Regions from separate parts of the Gasterosteus aculeatus genome. Here region 2 is linked to region 1. Evidence: chromatin contacts called from public Hi-C data. All regions are on one chromosome and are shown on one strand. The core of a region is the stretch at or near the end of the contact, and the rest is flanking DNA. Distances in the headings are between cores, read along the strand shown.

What was found. A called contact is a pair of places that touch in the nucleus more often than the background predicts.
Region 2: a contact with region 1 is called in a Hi-C map of skeletal muscle, with 4 times the contacts expected there. The contact joins the promoter of LOC120834422 here to the promoter of inhbb in region 1. A contact is called at or near these places in 4 of 6 Hi-C or Micro-C datasets (skeletal muscle, tail fin and whole body).

The regions. Positions count from the first base shown.
Region 1 is chr16:1,837,092-1,841,541 of fGasAcu3.hap1.1, reverse strand. It overlaps inhbb (inhibin subunit beta B), which reads right to left and starts at 2,495. Exons shown (of 2, transcript XM_078090635.1): 1 at 1,463-2,495. The coding sequence starts at 1,850.
Region 2 is chr16:2,021,568-2,026,017 of fGasAcu3.hap1.1, reverse strand. It overlaps LOC120834422 (sterile alpha motif domain-containing protein 9), which reads left to right and starts at 1,975. Exons shown (of 4, transcript XM_078090663.1): 1 at 1,975-2,205. tfcp2l1 (transcription factor CP2-like 1) reads left to right here. Exons shown (of 15, transcript XM_078090665.1): 14 at 1-50; 15 at 1,751-1,983. The coding sequence ends at 1,842.

The DNA.
Region 1 (4,450 bases), core at 1,246-3,745:
TATATAGTTAACCCTGTGTTGGGGTGAGAGGGTGACCGTACTGCTCCACACTGCTGTTGGCTAAACATGTTTGCAACCGCCTTGTCCTAAGCTATGACAACAACAGTCCTGGCTCCCTTATGCTTGGTGGGGGTGGAGGGGGGGGGGGGGGGGGGGGTGCAAGCTCCCCTGGTGTCAGAGCTTTCTGGGGACCTTGCCTTTGAGCCATGCCCCCTGGCTGGCAGCATCCGATCTGGGAGGGGGTGGGGGGGGTGAGCCAGCTGGCCAGGAGGCAGACGGGGTCTAGGGAGCAAGGGACCCAAGCCAGCACCATGGTACAATGCCACACAAAGGCTCAAAGGTGGGAGAAAGAATAGAACTAGGGGGGGAAAAAAACAGAAAAAGAAGAAGAAGAAGCCAAGGAGACCAGCGGACCTTCAGAACGACAAAAGCATTCTTTGCAACACTGCATTATGGGCACACACACTCCTTTACCATCACCATGACCATACCCCCTCCTTACCCACTAACCCCACAAACTCCAATGTCTCATGCATTATTCTGAGCAGTTTCTTTTGTTTTCCTTGCCCCCCTCCCTCTTCCCGCCCCCCACACGGCTCTACGTTGACATGTTGGGTTCAGCAGGAACACATAGCCGTCTTCTAATAAGTGCCTGGCTTTTGTTCCCTTGTCATGAGGCTGCTCAGATCATTCCCATTGGAAGGCAGGACCCAGCAGCCCATTCAGGCTAATTGTACCAGGAGGGCCAATGGGAGAACATGGGATTGTGTGTTTGTGTGTGTGTTTAAGATATCCCATTTTGGTGTGGTATTTGTAATGGTTTACATTTGTAGAAGTTTGTGTTAAAGACGCAGGTCTCACAGCGCTGACAGACAACTGGAGGATTCTGTCAAGCAGATGATTTTAGGGAGAGAGAGAGAGGAAAGGGTGTTCTCTTTGGACTTCTGAGAATTAGTTAGATACACATTCTTAGAGGAAGGGATAAATGGCCAATTGAGGGACTTTGTCCGTATTTAAAAGAGGGCTTTATACATTGCAGTATTGAATGTGAGCACAGCTTTAGTGATGAAATTGGATTCAGAGGTTCTTTTTATCCCCTTGACAACACATGGGGGTAATTTAAGGACTTTCTCTTCATTTTGCGTTTTTTTTTAAATTGCATCGGGCTAAAACCCGGCGGAGTGAATTACAGTGTGATAACATGATGGTGAATGATGAGCGAACCGGATCCAATTGGTTCATGGATTGTATTTCAAAACTGTTGATGCTTCCATCTCATTCATCTCTGCTCCTTCTTCATATCAACGTTAGCAACATGATTGAAATTTTATCTATGGATGAGAGTGATCCCACGCCATTAACACACCTGCCCCCCTGGGCTCCCCGTTACATATAGTCAAACGGCGACCGGGGTTCATCGAGGGGTCGGTTTGGGAACGTGCCATGAATTATTGATTATTACCTGATTCGGCAAAGCTGATGATCTCCGAGTTCTCCGCTTGCACCTCGTTGTTGTACGCAGCTTGTCCGTCAAAACTGGGGATCTCCACCCGGCCGTCCTCGCGCAATTTCCCGGCGTGCAACCTCCTGAGCGCCGTCACCATCGACGCCTTGGGGATGGGGTGAGTGATGTTGGGTCTGTCCCTCATCTGTAGCCGGTTCAGTATGTGCCTCTTCACCGCCTCCAGAAAGTCTATGTTCACCCGCTCCGACTGATCCGGCGCCCTGAGGCCGCAGGACGCGCACGACTCCTGGGGCGAGCTCTGCGTCTCGGTAACGGCCACCGAGCTGCAGCGCACGGAGAGAACGAACGCCACTAAACAGGACAACGCCACGCTGTATATGCTCATTTTTTAAAAATATTAAAATCGCAGTCCAAAAACTATGGAGGAAACAGCAAATGTGTCACATACACACACACTTAAAGATCATGTCAATGTACACATGTGAAAGTTCCGCAGAGAACATCCCCTTGTGCTCCAAAAGTGAGAAATCCACAGGAGCCAATAAAATCGTTAAATCCAAACAGACAAAAGCGGCTGAAATCGTGAGGCTAATTGCCTCGAGTCATTGTGCATTGAGGTTGTTATCCAGCGACGCGTCTTTTCTCTGCGCTAAATAAAAAGTTAATCTCTCTGATTGACAGGCGCACTCCGACGCTTGGATCGTTGACGCGTTTCTGTCGCACCACGTTGTCTTCAGACTGAGCGTGATGTACCAAAACAAAGCAGCGCTGCGCTGCGCCGATGCGTCTAAATGATAAAAGCCCCTCTGCGTCCAAAGGCGCGCGGTCCGCTCGTACCCATTCACAGAACGCGCGGCGACTGCACTTTGTACGGCCGAAGCCCCGCAGAGAATAAGAGCGCTCCTCGGTCCTTTGTGTGCGCCCTGGCTACGCTCCGTTACGCACAGCTGTGGATAACCAGCTCGGTGTGCGTCCTTGCGAGATGCGGCTCACTGAGACCCTTTTCTCCCTTTGCAATCACGACAACAGGGGCTCAGCGCACCCAAAGTTTTTATACAGGAGTTGAAACCACGTGGGGATTTCCACCAACTGGACGCCAGGCGACGGATTATTAGGCTACTACGCCTCCACAGCCAGGACTCTGTTGCGCAGGCCTCCGAGAGGTGGCTTATTTTTGGACTTTTAATAAGTTCATAGGAGTTTTTGATCAACAAAACAGACAGAAACATAATGTGGGAATCCGACTTTGAGAGTCTTGGGAGAACAAGTTCAGTTTGGGTTCTGTGCGCAGTCCAGCACGGGGAGACTAGAAGTCTTTATTTTCATAATGGTCTTAAATAAATCCATTCTTAGTGCCATTTACTCCCGGATCTACAAATATTGAAATATATACAAATCTCTCTGAATCCGCTATATATCCAGGTTTTGGAAATGTTAATATTGTTAAGATAATTGTTCAAATAAAGTGAATCAATATAATGAAAACAACGAAAATATGTATTAAACAAACAAATACATTGTATGAAGGAACATATAAATACATTGAAACTTTAGTGTAGCAAGTTAATGTCCACTTATAATCATGATTAGTAAATAAATAACGCCATCTACGGGTATAAACCACTCATTACATACTTCAGAGGCGGAGTGCAATGGATGGATGGATGAATGGATGGATGGATGGATAGATGGGTAGATGGATAGATGGATGGATAGATGGATGAATAGATGGGTAGATGGATGGATGGGTAGATGGATGGATGGCTAGATGGATGGGTGGATGGGTAGATGGATGGAGAGATGGGTAGATGGATGGATGAATGGATGGATGGATAGATGGGTAGATGGATGGATGAATGGATAGATGGATGGATGGATAGATGGGTACATGGATGGATGATAGATGGATGGGTAGATGGATGAATAGATGGGTAGATGGATGGATAGATGGATGGGTAGATGGATGGATAGATAAATGGATGGGTGGATGGATGAATGGATAGATGGATGGGTAGATGGATGGATAGATGGATGGATGATAGATGGATGGATGGATTAATGGATGGGTAGATGGATGGCTGGCTAGATGGATGGATGGATAGATGGGTAGATGGATGGATAGATGGATGGGTGGATGGATGGATAGATGGGTAGATGGATGATAGATGGATGGCTGGGTGGATGGATGGATGGATGGATAGATGAATGGATGGATCTATGGGTGGATGGGTGGATAGATGGATGAATAGATGGGTAGATGGATGGATAGATGAATGGATGGATGGGTAGATGGATGGATGATAGATGGATGGGTAGATGGATGGATAGATGGGTAGATGGATGGATGAATGGATGGATAGATGGGTAGATGGGTGGATGCATGGATAGATGGATGGATGGATAGATGGGTACATGGATGGATAGATGAATGGATGGATGGGTAGATGGATGGATGATAGATGGATGGGTAGATGGATGAATGGATAGATGGATGGATCGATGGGTAGATGGGTAGATGGATGGATAGATGAATGGATGGATGGGTAGATGGATGGATGATAGATGGATGGGTAGATGGATGGATGGATAGATGGGTGGATGGATGGGTAGATGGATGGATAGATGGATGGATAGATGGATGGGTAGATGGATGGATGGGTGGATGGATAGATGGGTGGATGGATAGATGGATGATATAGATAGAAAGAGAAATCAACCATCTGGGGGTAGTAATGCAGGTCAATAACCCGGATCCAGCGAGGTGGCTGACTCACCACGTCTGGCGCCTGCCATCAGAAGGATGCCGGGTTCACAGTTTATTTAGACGGGACTTTGGTTATTCCAAACTGTTATTCTTTCTTTGCACATACATAAGGGGACATGATCCTTCGTGTGGCAACATTTGCTGCCAAGAAGTTAGTTTTTTATTGTCAACAAATCAAAAGCTAAAAAAATTGCCTGGTTTGTTTGGATTTTTTGTTTTGT
Region 2 (4,450 bases), core at 726-3,225, 180 kb before region 1:
GGTGCAGAACTTCAGGGAGGAAAGCAGCTTCCTCCTCAGCATTATGAGAGGTAACGGTTCGTTATGTCCCCCGTGTAGCTGGATTATTGGTGTCATTGAACGTTATTTTACTGCATGGCTTTCTGGTACGCAGATGTAAACGCTGACGGCTTCCATGTCGTGCTGAAATGAACAACAGGTCCTCAGAGAATCAGTGGCGTTGTACAGCTTGTATGTGTGTCCTTCTGGAGTACAATCTGTAACATGTAACAGGATCTACTGTACTGTAGCTTTTGTTTCGCTGTTGATTTTGTGCTTAGAAGTTTTCTCTTAATTTTCTTCTTTTTGTATTAAGTTACTGATTCATGCCCTTTAATCACAGGTAAACATGTGTTCATTATGTATTATATTAATGCCATTCATTAAGTATTCAGCCCCTTTTGTACCATTACAAACTGGAATTCCCATTTGATCAACACAACATGCTTTGAATGTGCAAACGATCTTTATTGTGGCACAGACATTCATGAGAACAAAAAGTTGACATCTGTTGGATGGATTCACCCCCATCAGTCAATACTTGGCCGAACCCCCTTTTGCTGCAATTACGGCTGCAAGTCATTTGGGGTTTGTCTCCACCAGCTGCACATCTGGAGATGGAAATGTTTGTCCGTTCTTCTTGGGAAAAAAAGAGCTGAAGCTCAGTCAGACTGGATGGAGACCGTCTGTGAACAGACAGATTCCCAAGTGGTTTGAGATGGGAACTTTAAAAAGTTAACATGCTGTTGGGAAAACGTAAATAATGTTTCGTTACATGACAGTGAGTCTGTGCCGTTTATAAAGAGACATATTGTGTCAAATGATAGTTAACATGTTTTATTACTTGTATGTGTCAATTCTGTCTCCTACTTGCAAGTATTATTTAATAAATGCATGTTTAATGATTTCACACCTGTGTCGCGTAAGAATTGTTCAAGTCTTTTGCAGACTGCATTACATTTTCTTCAAAGGTCCCTGAATGTGGCTCCATCCATCTTTCCCTCAGTAGTTTCCCTGTAGCTGCTGGGGAGAAGCCTGCAGGAGGGCGGTGGGGAAACTAACCTTTTTGAGGGACATGTTTTTATACAGGACACAGTTTTAAACCCCCAACCTTCAGCGGACGGGAAATACAGTTTAGAGTCAGTGTGTCTGGTGTGTCCCTTAAGCAAGACTGCAACAAGACGGTAACATGGTAGAAGTTCTAGAGTCTGAGACCATACAAGCCACACGAGTCCTTTTCTTTAGACCACAGCCTTTACCAACGTTATATTAGATATTTAGGATCGAAGTGTGACAAATACACCGATATTAATGAACCAAACGTCTCTATTCTTGAACAACTCTTCCATGACATAAACGCACATGTTGCATTCTGCCACCTAGCGGACGAGATGAGAACACGTCTTCACCGCAGCAGCTCAATACGGGCTGTGTTAATCACTGGATTACATCACCGCGCAACGCCGTGCGCGCGCGTAACGCCGTGCACGCGCCTGCTGCGCTTTATAGTTTGTTTTACAATCAAACGGGGAACGTTCCAACTTCCTCTTGTCGGTTGTCTCAAACTCTCGGTTTCTTCATGTGTTCCGTTAGAGACCCGCAGCGTCTCGTGAGAAGGACAAAAGACATGATGTCCTCACTCTCTAAAAGCCGTCAATCGTGTTGGCACATGTGTCTCCTTTCGGATTTCTTAGGTTTCGTTTCCTCAAAAGTGTCCGCCCCCATTACGCAGGAACGACTCCTGCCTCCACTCGCGTTCCTCTCGGTGAAGCAGCACAGACAGATGTCTCCTGCTTCAGCCTGATGTCTCCTGCTTCACCCTGATGTCTCCTGCTTCACCCTGATGTCTCCTGCTTCAGCCAGATGTCTCCTGCTTCACCCTGATGTCTTCTGCTTCAGCCAGATGTCTCCTGCTTCAGCCAGATGTCTCCTGCTTCAGCCTGATGTCTCCTGCTTCAGACAGATGTCTCCTGCTTCAGCCAGATGTCTCCTGCTTCAGCCTGATGTCTCCTGCTTCAGCCTGATGTCTCCTGCTTCAGACAGATGTCTCCTGCTTCAGCCTGATGTCTCCTGCTTCACCCTGATGTCTCCTGCTTCACCCTGATGTCTCCTGCTTCAGCCTGATGTCTCCCACTTCCCTGTTTGAAGACGTATGCGTTTATCAGACCAAACACCGGTACCGTGGTGGTGAGTGTCCCTTCTTTGTCTTTTGAATATGTAAAAGCAAATAATGAAGAGTAAGATGGGGATGAAAGTGGTATTCGGTCAGTGTGTGTCGCACACTTGGCTCAGCTGTCTGCTTCCGGCATTGAAACCCACTGAGAATGTCGCTTCTTGTTTTCCCCTCTGGCTGTCAAACACAATGCTGTCGTTGTCATATAACATGTCTGTCTGATAGTTGCTTCTGTTAAAGTGGACTGTATTGTGAAGACTGTTTTGTCTTCCTGGTTTGATGTTACAACCAAATATCAATGACAAAGTCAGGATTGATAAATACTTCCCTGAGTCCACAGCGAGGCCCTTCATTTTGCTTGGAACAGCCTAGTGAACATGAACTATTTGGAGACGGCCCATTTCATTTGAGGGCGTAAGATTCAAAACCTGCTCTCTTTGCTTCCCCCTTCCGGTGTAACTGAGATGCCTTCTGTCTGCTAGTGAGATTACTCGTATGAATACATATGAAACTTTTATACAAATATATGTGAAACCTTTGCATATGTATCTACACTTTTTATATCTTTGTAATCATATGCAAGAGATTCAGTAATCCATGTATGCATGTTTTCAACTCTCTCTCTCTCTCTCTCTCTCATATATATATATATATATATATATATATATATATATATGTATTCAACCTTTTCATATGTGCATGTATCTGAGTGTTTCAGATACGTATAAATGTTTCACTTGTACGTATGTAAGCATTTCATATGTGTGTGTGTATGACACAGCAGTATATATGTATGCGTGTGTTTCTCATATGTACGTGTACGTGTTTCTGATGAGTGTACAATGTTTTATATTGTACTTTATGTCCTAAACTCAATTTGCCAACAAAAACAATGTGGCTAATGAAATGTCTGAGTGAGTAGTTACTTTGGAAAAACCACAGTGAGCAGAAATGTTAACGTCAAGCCCTGGTTGTTACGGTCTGGAGGCACCAAATGTAGAGGAACTGGATAATCTATTATTGTCCTTTGTTCACTGTCTCTCTCTCTGCCGTGCAGACTCTGTTGGTTGAATGTCCCTCGGCCCACAGGTGCCCCTCCCCCACCTCCTTTTCCTGAGAAGGTGTAAAAGGGCCAGTCCGTCCATTGACAGTGACATTTAGGGGTGGGAATCTCTTGGCACCTCACGATTCGATACGATTCCAATTCAGAGGTCAACAATCGATTCTAAACCGATTATTGATTCTAGACTGATGATCGATTCTAAACCGATTATTGATTCTAGACTGATGATCGATTCTAAACTGATTATCGATTCTAAACTGATAAAACGATTATCGATGCATCTCGATTTTCTAAATTTTGTCAAATCTGAGTTTGCTACTCAGAGGTTGCTAATCACTTCCTACTTTATTTGATAATTAAAGAGAATCAACAGATGAATTACCATCTCTAATATTTTATAAGAGAAAAAAAAAATGATTTTCTATCAACAATGCAAGAACCAATGCAGCTTGCATTTCAACACAATATGGAAGTAGCCGATGTCAAAAAAAATATTAAACAGATTCATTTTTCTTTTAAATGAAGAAAAAGCTGCTCTTAGTCTCAGACCGGTCCGTATTTGTAAAATACCGGAAAAAAGTCCAAATCTGTGAATATCTTGCCAACTTTCAATACGGATCGACTTTTTGGAAAATGGAAATAATGAGGTAAGATGTGCGCAGGCTCCTCCATAGTTCGGTAAAGTTATTAGATATTCAGATTCAGACTGACGGACCGGTCTGCGAGCTGGACGCATTGGTCTTAATGTGCCGGTAATGATGGTAAATGATGGTTGTAGCTGGTTGTCATCTACGGTCCACTACGGTTACCGAAGGGGGCGTTTGTTTTTTGACAACGTTTTATCTCATAATTTCAATATGAAATTACATTACCCCGCACTTATTACATTAGTGCGCAAATGGGCTTCTATAGTTGTGTGAATGCATCACTCCAGCCAATCCAAAGACGGGGTTTGTAACCAATCAGATGTAGAGACCATGGTGACTGGCTCCGCCCCCTTGCTTTCAAAAAGAACAACAGCGAGCGCGTAGAAAACTCCTTCGAGCGCGACCAGAGACTAACCTCGCGAGCAACGAAGTTCACGCTCCGCGAGCGAGCAAATATCTCGCGCGAGACGGATGTTTGTTTTTTTTAATTCCGATTATTAACTTTTCTGAATCGAGATCGAATCTCTAGAGAGAGAAATTGAAGAATCA